2 separate regions of the Mus musculus genome follow, and region 2 is linked to region 1. The links are chromatin contacts, called in public Hi-C maps. All regions are on one chromosome and are shown on one strand. The core of a region is the stretch at or near the end of the contact, and the rest is flanking DNA. Distances in the headings are between cores, read along the strand shown.

Region 1 (6,389 bases), core at 2,531-5,030:
AGACAGGGTTTCTCTGTGTATCCCTGGCTGTCCTGGAACTCACTTTGTAGACCAGGCTGGCCTCGAACTCAGAAATCTGCCTGCCTCTGCCTCCAGAGTGCTGGGATTAAAGGCGTGCGCCACCACGCCCAGCTTACAGCACACTTTTAAACCTCATTATTTGACTATAAACCACATGAAGCTTCCATCATTTTTACAATGGGGGCAAATAATAATGATGATTCTGCCCGCACTGCAGGGCATTGTGGGGATTCGTGAGTACACACATGCACATAGTTGTGTATCACTTAATTGGGTCTACATAGTTGAGCACTGCACCAGTCAGTGATGACTTATGTGTGCAACAGTGGTCCCAGAAGATCACATATCACAGTGATGTCACAGTTGCTTTCCTTTGTGCTAAGTAAACTGTGACTATTGTACAACGATGAAACTCCCCAATGACACACTTCTCAGAACGAATTCCCATCGTTAAGTGATACATGACCACACGCATATGGCTGGTGAATTCTCAGAATATCCTAGAAGACAGACAAGATTGTTATTAGTGTTCTCATGATAGATATAGTGGAGGCTTCCTGAGGTTGAAAAATCTGCTTTAATACAGAAGGCTAGCAGTTATGGAGATTGGAACTTTTGCCTTATTAAAATTGTCCCAGCGATTAGTGGTGTGTGTGTGTGTGTGTGTGTGTGTGTGTGTGTGTGTGTGTGTGTAGTAATGCAGAGTAAGGTTATTTAGCAGGTGACAGCAGGGGTGGCTCTCCTGCATGTACAGATGTTTATTACTCTCTTGCCCCCACAAACCCTTCCCTCTGTGATTTTGGATTTTTCTCTAATCTCTTCTTTTTAGAAGGATGCCTGTCATCTTGGAGTAGAGCCGACCCCTAATGGCCTCATTTTAACTCACTGCCTGTTTAAAGATCTTATCTTTAAGCACAGCCACATTCTGGGGTTCTAGGCCTTAGAGCTTTGGAGAAATGAAATTTGATCCACAGTGCTTAGGGAAATTACAAAGAAAATGGTAATTAATATATAACATGTCTTATTTTCTAAGTAAGTGGATCAAAGAGGTTATATGAAATAGTAATTGCTATATTAGTCACGAAACTGATTCCCCAGCACATATGGCTTATATTTAAAATTTTGAAATATAAAAATCCCTTGAATACATTTTCTTATTTATCTCATTTTTAGTAATGTTATGACCATCACTATGTTGAAGATACTGCTAACATACATTGAGTTTACTATGTTCTAGAGTTTCTAATAACATATATGAATATCCCAACTATTATAAAATTAGGAAGCAAAAGACAAAGGAGCTAAATGACTTGCTCAAGGTTTTATGGTTATTAACTAGAATAGCTGAAATGGACTCCAACTGCATCAGTGTTTTTTACTCTGTGGATCTCCTATGTGCTATCGAGTTTCTGCACAGATGGAGTAACTTGGGTCAGAGAACAACTGGAAAATCCAGACATATATGAAGGGATGGATACTGCACTTTACAAAATGAAGGTCAGCAATCCTCAGGAATCAGAAGCCACATGATTGGTCCGTTTTACTGTCTAGGCTGAATACCCAGACAGAACCTCAGGAAGGTGGTACCAAAAGTCTATGTTCTACTCTTACCACATCCCCACCAGCTCAAAGGGCTCTGCCAACTAGACCAGCTGAGACAGATGATATTAAGCAATATGCGAGTAAAGACCTTGATATACTTGGGGACTATGGCTTGGTTGCTAAGCAGGGTTTGCTTGTCATATCTCTTGGTATGCTGCCTGGATCAACTTTAATAGGGATATGAATTGACAGAGCGGGTAGATGTTTAGTAAGAACTGCACATATACAAAGGCTAGCACAATAGAGATGTTGTGTTCATTATTTAAAAAGAAACACATGACATCTTACTAAATGCATTCTTACCAGTTTTTGAAGCATGACCTACACAGTTAGAATTTTTAGAATATTTAGAATAAACAGCCATTTAGAATTACTGAAAGACATATACCATCCATCTATTCTTACAAGGTTACCTGCTACCTCTTTATTCACAGACTATAACTATGTGGGAAGAAGATGGCAACAAAATTACAAAGAATCTCCCTTTCTATACTACTCTGAATTGTTTGAACTAATAAAAACAACTAATTATACCCTGTCACTAAAAATCAAGTATTAACAATGATAACTTTCCTGTTATCAGCTTTTTCAAGGTTGTTGGCTTATGTTAGAAAATGCTTAGGGCTGGCTGTCCCCGCTGCCTCAGAGAGCTACATCTTGTTTAGTCTTTTGCCATTCAGATGTTGTCATATAATTAGCACCAAAAGGCACCTAAGCTTCTATGCTGAAACGGTTCATCTCAATATTCATTTGAGATTTGACCATGCTTCTTTTCACTTAAAATGAAGGAAAAGAAAAAAGGAGTCAGACTTTCAAGTGATCTATGTTGATGCTTACCAACACCTCTTAGTTGCTCCCGGTTGGTGTTTTCAAGGGCAGGTGGATTCTGCGTCTGGTGTTCTGTATGGAACCTGTCCTTGTGCCTGTTTCCGGTAGGGTGGGAAGAGAACAGCTGTCACCTGTCCTGCCTGCTCTGAGAACTCAGCACTGTGTTTGGCACCATGGGGATTTTCCCACAGTGCTTTGCAGGAAAACATCTGACATTTCATGATGATACTTAAACATAAGCTCGACGCGAGCTGGAGGAAGTAATGCGAAACTGGAAAACAGATTAAGAATTTGAAGTGGTCTCTTAAGCCGGGGTGACCCGGGGTGGTTTAAAAGTCCGCTTTATTGACTATTGTACCCTAAAGTGTAAGAGGAGGTTTTCTGACAAGGATTAAGAGAGGAGTTCTGTAAACCTGAATCATGTTTTTCAGAGGTTACTGAAGATCACACTGAGAACAGCTGCTGGGAATGTTAAACACAACCGTGGAGCTTTGAATGGAAGAAAAGCTTCACAAAAGAAAAATATATCATTTTACTGGAAACTTGTGCCTTTGGTGGTGAAGGGACTTGTCAAAGCAGCGATGAGAAAATGGCAGCGCGCATGCCATCCGAACACAGGGACATCAATTAATATGGTTTCTTAATCATAAAAAAAATAAGGTTAAAATATAGATGTAGGCTTCACATGCATCTATGTAAAAAGGAGGCAAGGAACGATCTTCATGGGCTCAGATGAATGGCTACCAACAATAATCCATCCCATGTAATCTAGGATGAATATTAAAACCACAGCCCCAGACACATTTTCCTACTCCCCTTCCTCCCCCAGCCCCCCTCCTCCAGCCCCCCTCCCCCGGCCCCCCCTTTTTAAACCTTTGCAACAAGAAAGATGGAGCCAGCCTTCCTGGTGCCGCCTGCTTTCTGGTTGGAAGAACACCAGACCCACCTAGTGGACATTTCAATTACTGCACACAACTTTTACCTTCGGCCACCGCTGCTGAATTACAGCGCTGACAGAAGCCTTGAAGTGAGATCATTGGTTGCGGTCTCCTTGTGGGTCATAGCAGAAATAGTAATAGTTAATCTCCAACAGATAAAGCTGTCTCTGGCTCCTGAAGGGAAGCCCGTGTCTGCCAACCCCCCGCCACCCCCCCAAAGCCCCCAGCATACTGCTGCAAGCGGAAGGAAGCACCAACAGTCAGTTGGCTGCAGAGACAAGACACCCGATAGGCATCTGGAAGCTTTCAATTTTCCAGGAAAGTCAACGAGCAAGGTGAACAGCTTGGCAGCTGTATCCACCGCGGAGCCCAGCCTTTTGGTGAGCAGGGTGAACTCCACAGAGCACAGCTGACGAATTACACTGTGACCTTTGCGCGAATCCCTGGGCACATAAACTGGGTTTACATTCAATTTCACTTTTTGGAACAGAGTAGCTCATGTGGCTACATTGTACCCAGTGTCCTGTCACTGAGCCAGCTCGGCCTCTGTATCTTGGTAGTCATGGCAGATGTTACATATATTAGACTGTAATTTGGGTCGGAGAAATAAGTGTTCTGGGAGAAAGGACTTTGGTGAAATACAAAAGGTTACAAAGTACAACGTTTTAGCAAATTCGGCTGCTAGGTCAAAGGTGACATCCTTCTACACATGATTTATTTATTATTAGGCATCAGAAGAAAAGGCCGGACATAAGGGGTGCAGAGAGATGTTTCTGTCCTGACTTGTGGGTAGTTGAAATAGTTGGCAGATGGTGGCTTCAGGCTAGGAGTGTGCTCTGTGGCTAGCACTGCCTGGGAAGGGCACATGGATGGACCTGGCGGTCTGTCATTAGAAGCATGTGATGTGCAAACTGTTGCTCCCGAGTTTACTAACAGTTCCTGCTCTTCCATCCCACCCTTCCTCTTCCACATCAATCTCATTGTCTGCCCCCTACTCCCCATGTTTCTCATTAGTACTTCCATCTTCAGCTCATCTCGTCCATCTTCAACATCCTCAACAGCTTCCTTCTTCCGTTTCCTCTTTCTTTCCTCTTTGTCCCTCCTTCCTCCTTCCCTCCCTCCCTTCCTCCTCCTCCTCTTCCTCTTCCTCTTCCTCCTCCTCCTCTTCCATGTCTATGGCTGCATCTGACATGGTAGGGCAGCCAGTGAGAAAGAAATCCAGACTCTAGCTAGAAAGCTGCTGTAGTCCACTGCAGAGGAGGAGTCAGGCACAAAGGTGGCTGCAGCCAGCACAGAGCAAGACTCAGGAACAATGAGCGATCACTCTTTGGAGCAAGTGGTAGGGCCAAAGGGCTTCTTTAAAATAATATTTAGTGTTATCATAGCATATGTTTTAATTAGGGTTTCCAATGCTGTGAGGAGACACCATGACCAAGGCAACTCTTATAAGGGACAACATTTAATTGGCGCTGGCTTACAGGTTCAGAGGTTCAGTCCATTATCATCAAGGCGGGAGAATAGCAGCTTCCAGGCAGGTATGGCACTGGAGAAGGAGCTGAAAGCTCTATGTCTTCAATCCAAAAGAAGCCAGGAGCAGACTGTCTCCATGTGGCTAGGAAGAGGGTCTCAAAAGCCTACCCCTACAGTGACACACTTCCTCCAACAAGGCCACACTTCCTAATAGTGCCACTCCCTGTGCCAAGCATATACAAACCATCACAGCAAAGAACACTTCTTGTCCGGTTAACTTTCTTAAAACCTTCTTAAGCATCCAGGACAGTATTGCTAACGAGGGTCCCAACACTTGCAGAAGATTTCTAGAGTTCATTCCTCTAACTAATTGAAATTTTATTCCTGTTGACTAGCAGTTTTTTACGCCTTACTCCATATCCCAGCAGCCACCACTGAACAACTGTGTGCATTAAACTATTTCAGATAATCTCACAAAGGCAAAACCACATATGATTAAGTCCTTTCTACAGCTTATTCCACTTTGCATTGTCTTCGAGGCTCACCTATGTCATGTCTTTCCATAGATGGTAAAAAAGGGATTCCTTCTTTTCCAAGACCTACTAATATTTCATTACATATGTGGTATGTGTGCATGCACACGCTCATACGCGCGCCCGCACACACACACACACACACACACACACACACACACACACACACACAGACACTTTATGCATACATTCACTGAGAAGCATTTCATTGTGACAGTCTCGGGGAGGGACTGTATATATCAGATTGGTCTATAGACACGTCTGTAGGAAGTTATCTTGATTATATCAGTAGTGGGAAGACAGCCACGTAGGTAGTATTAGTCCTTGGGCAGGGGACCCTGAATGATGTGAGTAGAGAGGGTAAGCTGGGCACCGGTTTGGGGGGGTCATGGATTCATCTCTCTCTTCTCTTGGCTGTGGGTGTGATATGATCAATGGTTTCAGGGTCCTGATGCTGTGATGTCCCCGCTTAGATGACTGTAGCCTGGAAATGTGAGGGAAAAATAGACCCTCCCTCCTCTAACTTGCACTTGGCAGGCTTTTTTTTTTTCCACAGCCACAGGAAATAAATGGAGCCTGTTTATGTATTTCTCTAAGATTTGGATTTCAGTGATTTTGAATAAATATCCTAAAGTTGGATTGTCAAATCATGTGCTAGCTCTAGCCTTGTGCATTTGTTTTCTGACTTTATCAATAGAGCGGACAAATAAAAGCTACATCCGAGGCCCACAGTGTGATTAATTTGATATACAATGGGAAATGACTTCTACAACCAAGCCAGAACACCACAGCACACGTTAATCTCCTTTTAAAATGAAGAATGCACAAGATCTACTTTCTTAGCACAGATCAAGCAAATGATGCTGTGTTTTTACTACAGCTCATTGTTATACATTAGATCTCTAAAAGTTAAGTATCATTATAACTGATTATTTGACTCTATTTTTGGGGGCAAGGTCTCATGCACCCAAAGATGGCTGTGAATGCATTATATAGC
Region 2 (6,389 bases), core at 1,031-3,530, 110 kb before region 1:
GAGACAAAAGGTAAGAGGAAGAGAATTATGGCCCCAAGGGAGGCAGCAATATGAATGGATTATAACCTACGTTCAAAGACATGGTCAGGGCTGCACCAAGCTTAAACAGCATGCCGTATTGTAGGTGGTGACACAGAACCTAAAACAGCTAGACACTCAACCGCACTACTAGACTCTACTCAGAGAACCTTCTAGATCTCGGGCAGAAAACTCCACTATTTACAAAGGGCGACGGCGAACTGGTCAGTATTAAATATTATTGATCACTGACCTGACGGCTGCAAAATTACAAGGGGAACATGGCAGGAAAACCTTACCCTCAGGCACGCTATTGTTCAATAATAAAACCACCCAGAGGACATCCCCAGACTGTTAGGAAACATACAATTCAGAAATGCAGTATCTATGACTTTCCCTTGACACTGATACAAAACTCCCAGTTAATGATGACATTGAGGCAATTAAGAGATGAACCATAGAACTTGGTTGGAATGAAGAGGGTTCAGTAGGCTAAAGAGGCACCGAGACTCACAGGAGGGTCCCTACACCAGCTCCCTTGCCATTCCGTCATATTTCCATCTTCAATATCTGTGTGTTTTTCATCATTTACACACCATTTCCAAGTCTGTACCACTGTAGTCACGACTACAGATTACAAAGTAACTGTTGCAAGCATGGTGAACGTAAGTTAATTTAAATGTACTTGTCAGCCAGGAAGGGAGGTAGACAGTAATAAGTCATTCAAACCAAAGAACCCATGTAATGTGTTTAAAATTGGGATGTGTGGTATTTGTAATGAAATACCTTCAACCGTAAAGTGTGTTTACTACAAATCTAACAAAGCTTAGCTAGTGAGGCTCTTTACTTACAAGGGTGGTGTGTGTCTGTGTGTGCATGCGTGTGTGGTCAATCAATGCTGTGTGTCTTCCCCCACTCATCCCTACCTTACTTTTTGAGACCAGTTCTCTCACTGAACATAGCATTCATTGACTGGGATAGGCTGGCTGGCCAAAACAGCCCTCCCTCTAGGGATCCACTTTTCTTTACCATTTCCCCCCATACTGGGAATACAGGCACCAGCTGTTGTATCCTGCTTTTGCTGTGGATGCTAAGGATTTGAACTTGGGTACTCTGGCTTGCATGACAAACACTTTAATCATACAAGTGCCCCACCCCCCACCCCTCAGCTTGTTTTGTAGTCTCTGGAAGGGATCACACTGCTGTTATTTTTGTGGAATTGTAACATATACTCCATTTTCCCGACAAGGTTCACAATTTGCATCACTTGTCTATTGAAATCTTAGTCTACCCCTGCTCAAACCTCCTTTCGACCCCATTTTTTAAACATAAGTATAAATATTTCAGGAAATAACTCTTACAGTAAAGATAACATTTACATAAATTTTTTCTTATGTCCATTTTTCTAAGCACAAGAAACTAATTTTGATGCTTCTTCTTTTCTTTTTAATTTAAAAAGACAGTGTCTAGAGCAGGATTCTATCTGGGAATTCATCTATAAATATGAATTATGTGTGGAGAAATGATGCTTGGATGCTTATTCCTAAGTGGTAAAATGTAAAGATATTTAAAGAAGGATTTGTTTATTTTATATTGTATGTAAGTGTGAGGGTCTAAGTATGGCAGGTCATGTGTATAGGTGCCCATAGAAGCCAGAAGGGGGCATCCCAAGATGGCAACTGAATTAGGTCCTCTGGAAGAACATCAAGAGTTCTTAACTGTTAAGCCATTTTTTCTGTTCCTTAGGATAACTGTTTAAACCATTTTTCATTATGTGAATTTCCTAAATATTGATTATTGTCATATTCCAAATATTTCAAAGATAATAGCGAATTTTCCTTTGAAAATGCCAATACATTAGCATCTACTAGTAGAGAATTATTTTTCTCATTGTGTTTTCAATAGTTTTCAAAAGTTTTTCAAGATATCTTCTTCTGAGATTTCCCACATCTCTTCTCATTTTGTGACCACTAGGCCATCGCTGTTCTTCACTGGGCTGCTTCCATGGTCTTCCACATCATGTCCCTGGGTCTGTACTTGCCCTGGCATGATCTACTTTTCACACCACAACCAGGGTATCCTTTCCAAAGGAAATGCTATCAACATCTCTGCCTTACACTGTCTGCCTCATAGTTTCTGCAATAAAGACCAGACTGTTTGCAGTGATTAGCAAAGCTGACCTGAGTTGACCATGATCCAGCCACACTGAATTGCCCTCAGTCTCCAAACACACTGCACTTGTTCCCTGCAAGGGCTTCACTGTGACCTTTGTCCTTGGCCTGGAGTGCTCTTTCCCCAGGTCTCTGCAAGAGCAGGTGTTTCTGGAGGGCTCTGAAGGGCCCTTTCTCATGGCCAGTCTCTGAACAGCTTTCTAAACATGGCATCTTTCCCCACCACATCCCACTAGAACACTTCATCTCACTACTTGGCTTTCAGGGAAAACACACACACACACACACACACACACACACACACACACACAGAGTTTCTCAGCTTGAAGAGGAGGGCTGTCCTTGGAAAGCAATCTTTTGCGATGGTGTTTAGAATTCAGAACATATATTATTTCTAATAAGTCCCGGAACAAATAGTAACCATCAAATTTAGCCCACTGAAATCTACCAGACCCACAACAGGCTCCAATTATGCATGTCAGCAACAAAATACTAGAAAAAAAAATCAACATGATGAATCACCACTAGGAAAAACAGAGTCTAAAAGAAACAGATCAACTTACATGAACAAATTATCATTATCTTTCATAATGTGAGGACTTTGGCAGGTGGTCTAAAGGAGACTTTGGGGCATTTTTAAGGGTGACTGAAGTTCTTCATCTTGGGTTGTTTGTTTTTTCCCCCTGGGTCTAAGTTCATTTTGAAACTCACACGTTTTGGCTCTCTCATCACAGACCCATCCCGAGTACCACTGCCAGTGTTTCTCAGCCACAGTCCTTGTATAAAATTGGATAGGAGGGCAAGGAGGAGGAAAGGTCTCTGTTGCAGCTCTGGGGGGCAGAACACTGCTGGAGTCAGGGAGTCAGGGGATGTGTGTTGCAGCTCTAGGGCGTAGGAGACGGTGGGCGGAGTCAGGGAATGTGCTGTGTAAAAGCTACCAGGGCTAAAGCCAGGAAGTGGCAGGGAAGAAGCCGCCAGTGATATGTGGCCATGGGAAAACTGAAGAACTCTTCCTGCCACCCACTGGAAAATTTCATCTTCCCAGACAGACTGGCTCTTGTCTGGAGTAGCTGTGAGTGGGTACATGGAGGGAGAGTTGGTTTGTAAATAACGTTGAAACTTGGGAGGGGAGGGACCCTGTATTTCTAATTTAAGGCTTTGTCCCAAATTTGGTTTGGCATGAGCTTTTATGACTAATCTGCCAGTATGGAGAAATAGCATCATTCACATGAAGAGTACCAACCAGCCACTCTCTGGGAGAAGCTGGGCAGGCAATGCCTAGCTGGGCCTCCCATTCGGAAAAAAAAAAAAAAAAAAAAACAGACACACAAAATAGTACTAACAGTCCAGAAACACTATAGGGTTCCCCCCTCCCCTGGGTAAATGGATAATGAGGATGGAGAGGACATTTTTATATTTTATAGGTACATGTTTACGACTTCCTAATTTTTATTTTATGTGCATGAGCAGTTTGCCTGCATGTATGAAAGTGCACCCTGGAAGCCAGAAGAGGGAGTCAGATCCCTCAGAAATGGAGTTAGAGGTGGTTGTAAGACACCCATATGGGTGCTGGGAATTGAACCCAGGTTCTCTGAAAGGGTAGCCAATGTCCTTAAACACTGAGCCATCTCTCCAGCCCCCTAGTTAAACTCCATGTTTCTAGAAAATAACTATAACACGCTACTGATTTCTAAGCGGCACAAAACACACCATGGTCTGTTGTAGGTATGGTTATACACAAGTCGTTCTCAAGCCCTAACTGAAATGAAAGAAGTCATAAAATACAGTTATGAAATACATTATTCTAACTGAAATACGCTCTTAAATATTCCCCAAACACAATTTTCTATAGCCAACAAAACGGCTTGGTTTTCAAATGGCTACAAAACCTAGCCCTGTCCAATGCTAATGGAGCTATAGGCATGAGATTCATCTAGAAGTATGGCCAAACTGTGCTGAGAGAACCCAGTAATTCCAACATCTTCCTTTATAGCTCAGAGATTCCTCCATTCGGCTCACTTGGGTATCTAGGAGAAGCCCAGTGTAGTTTCTGATTTTCAGAGCAAGTTCTTGGAGTCCATCATGTGCTCCAGAGCTTCAGTTGAGTTACACTATTGCCAAACTCCAACAGGGAGGCATTCTTAACACTCATTAAAATGACAGTTCTGTTAACAAATGTTACAAAGTCTTTTAACAACTGGGGAGAAGAGCACATGCATTTCTGCTTCCTGTGCTTCGAATTTCATTTTGGTCCTCTCTGCAAGTCCTTCGGGCCTCACATCAGAAAACCACTTGCAAGCCCCCCTCTGCTCAGTAAAAATTGAGAGATTTATCAGACAGACATAAAAAAAAATTTTTTTTGAGAACTAATTTCAGATTCTCATCTAAACAAGCCAATAGGCTTTCACTTAAAAAAAAAAAAAAAGAAGAACAAGAAAAGAAAAAGACATGACTCAGCTTAATCATATTTTGACATCTAAAAAAGACAGAAAGAAAGAAAACCACCATGACTTCAACGAGGGACGAGCAGAAGCCAGATGATCAGGTGTGGCTTACCTCTCACAGGGGAATTATAACAAAGGTTAATTTTTACATGAAAATTAGAACCACACAAAAATAGACCTCTGCAGCAATGTTACTGACAGTTACCCGGGAGGATGAGCAGGTCCATGCAAATGTTCTTTCTCAAGCAATTTATTAAATCCATTGCCTATGCTGTCCTTTGAAAACGGCCATTTTCACAGAAACCCCAAGTTAACACAAGAGTAAAGCCATTGCAGCTGAGAAACACTGTTACTCGAAGCAATGTGCATGTGACAATATTTTTTTTTTCCGCCCGGAAGTGTACTTACTGATGCATGCTACAATTAAATCTAACAACAAACACGTATGCTTTGTTGTTGTCACGGTCCACAGAAGGAAGAAAAAAAATAAATAAACAAAAACAAAAACAAAAAAAAAACCCAAACAATCCAGGTAGTGTTACACCTGGATTCTGTGCAAGTGCCTGGTGCCTGTTAATTGCTGATGACCTACAGCAGATCCCAGACTTTGATTGCTGGTAGTGGCACTTGTGGAGGTCACTCTTCCTTCACAGTTATAATAGCCAGTGTGTGGGAACAGAAAACACTTATGGAAGAGCAAATGTTTTACTCATGATCATTAATGATTCTCGCCGAGCGGATCTCCTATTTAATTTTGCCAATTGTTCAATCCTCTCAAGACAGTTTCTGGAATGATGGCTCTACCTAACACCCGTGTGGACACCAACATCTGCTCGGAGACAGGGACCTCAGTGAACTGTACCTGGTCTTCCCATTGATTGTATGAGTGCCCAAAACACAGAATTTCAACTTAGTGTTTGGAGACCGTGTCTGCCTTTCAGAGAGAGAGAAAGCATAAGCATGATTCCAAATGAATAGGACTCAGAATTGAGTATTTAATGAATGGGGAGCTGGAAAACACCTGTGAGCATCTTCAGGAAGACAGCAGCATCATACATGTCTTTCCTGTATGCACTGGCACATGTCTGCATGCTATCCTATATTAGGATACGCAGAGCACTTTAAACAAATACTATTTTAACAAAAGCAGTTCTCTAATCTTTCTCATCAAATGTATTAAAAGCAGCAAACAGACAAGGGAGGCTACCACTGATGACTGTGTATGAATTTGGTTAAACCTGCAAGCTTTGAGACTGTTAATCACCAACTGTTCAGTGATTATTTTAGATTGCTGACCAATGAGTACACTCCTGGTCTTGGAGAAGAACATTACTCAATATTGTGCCTTACTGGATCTGTATTTTTAAACCGTCTTAATGTCAATTTCCACCTGCAAACAGAGGTAAATAGCGGTACTCTCTCTGGTCTCCAGTAGGGAATGCAGCATTATGTAGCAATGTTTTCAATAAGTCAATCTAATTGTCATTGTTGCAAATAATGAGGGAAAAAAAAAAGTATTTGCTTCTAGGAAAAGCACAGAGGTCCACCAAGCAAAGAAAACCAACTCAGGAGAATTAAGTTTGGCAATTAGCAGGTGCAGGGCAAAGCTCCCATCTTCCAATAGCGATATGACGGATCTGTACTTCCCCCTCCCCCCACACACATTGTGTTTCTCCTGCATTGTGAAGTTGGGCTTGTGTTTGTCTTAAGCATTGCCCAGACCACCAGTTAGCATACATCTGATTTAATTTCATTT

What was found. A called contact is a pair of places that touch in the nucleus more often than the background predicts.
Region 2: a Hi-C map of cerebral cortex shows a contact between it and region 1, with 2.8 times the contacts expected there. The contact joins two enhancer-like sites. A contact is called at or near these places in 1 of 39 promoter capture datasets (hippocampal neurons), 1 of 15 datasets of contacts at CTCF or cohesin (the NIH/3T3 cell line), 27 of 484 Hi-C or Micro-C datasets (8-cell embryo, the AtT-20 cell line, the CH12 cell line and 12 more), 8 of 115 datasets of contacts at active chromatin or transcription factors (PVALB interneurons, embryonic forebrain, embryonic hindbrain and 4 more) and 1 of 9 other capture datasets (embryonic stem cells).

The regions. Positions count from the first base shown.
Region 1 is chr10:90,725,957-90,732,345 of GRCm38.p6, reverse strand. The region is part of intron 17 of Anks1b (ankyrin repeat and sterile alpha motif domain containing 1B); the gene reads right to left. Among named protein-coding and RNA genes, the nearest start is that of Apaf1, 350 kb to the left of the region's middle. Within about 2 kb of position 3,780, at least 33 of the 459 cell types and tissues checked have an H3K27ac peak or open chromatin away from gene starts, as enhancers often do. A contact at or near this core is called in cerebral cortex, where this site is marked.
Region 2 is chr10:90,831,337-90,837,725 of GRCm38.p6, reverse strand. The region is part of intron 17 of Anks1b (ankyrin repeat and sterile alpha motif domain containing 1B); the gene reads right to left. Among named protein-coding and RNA genes, the nearest start is that of Apaf1, 250 kb to the left of the region's middle. Within about 2 kb of position 2,280, at least 14 of the 459 cell types and tissues checked have an H3K27ac peak or open chromatin away from gene starts, as enhancers often do. A contact at or near this core is called in cerebral cortex, where this site is marked.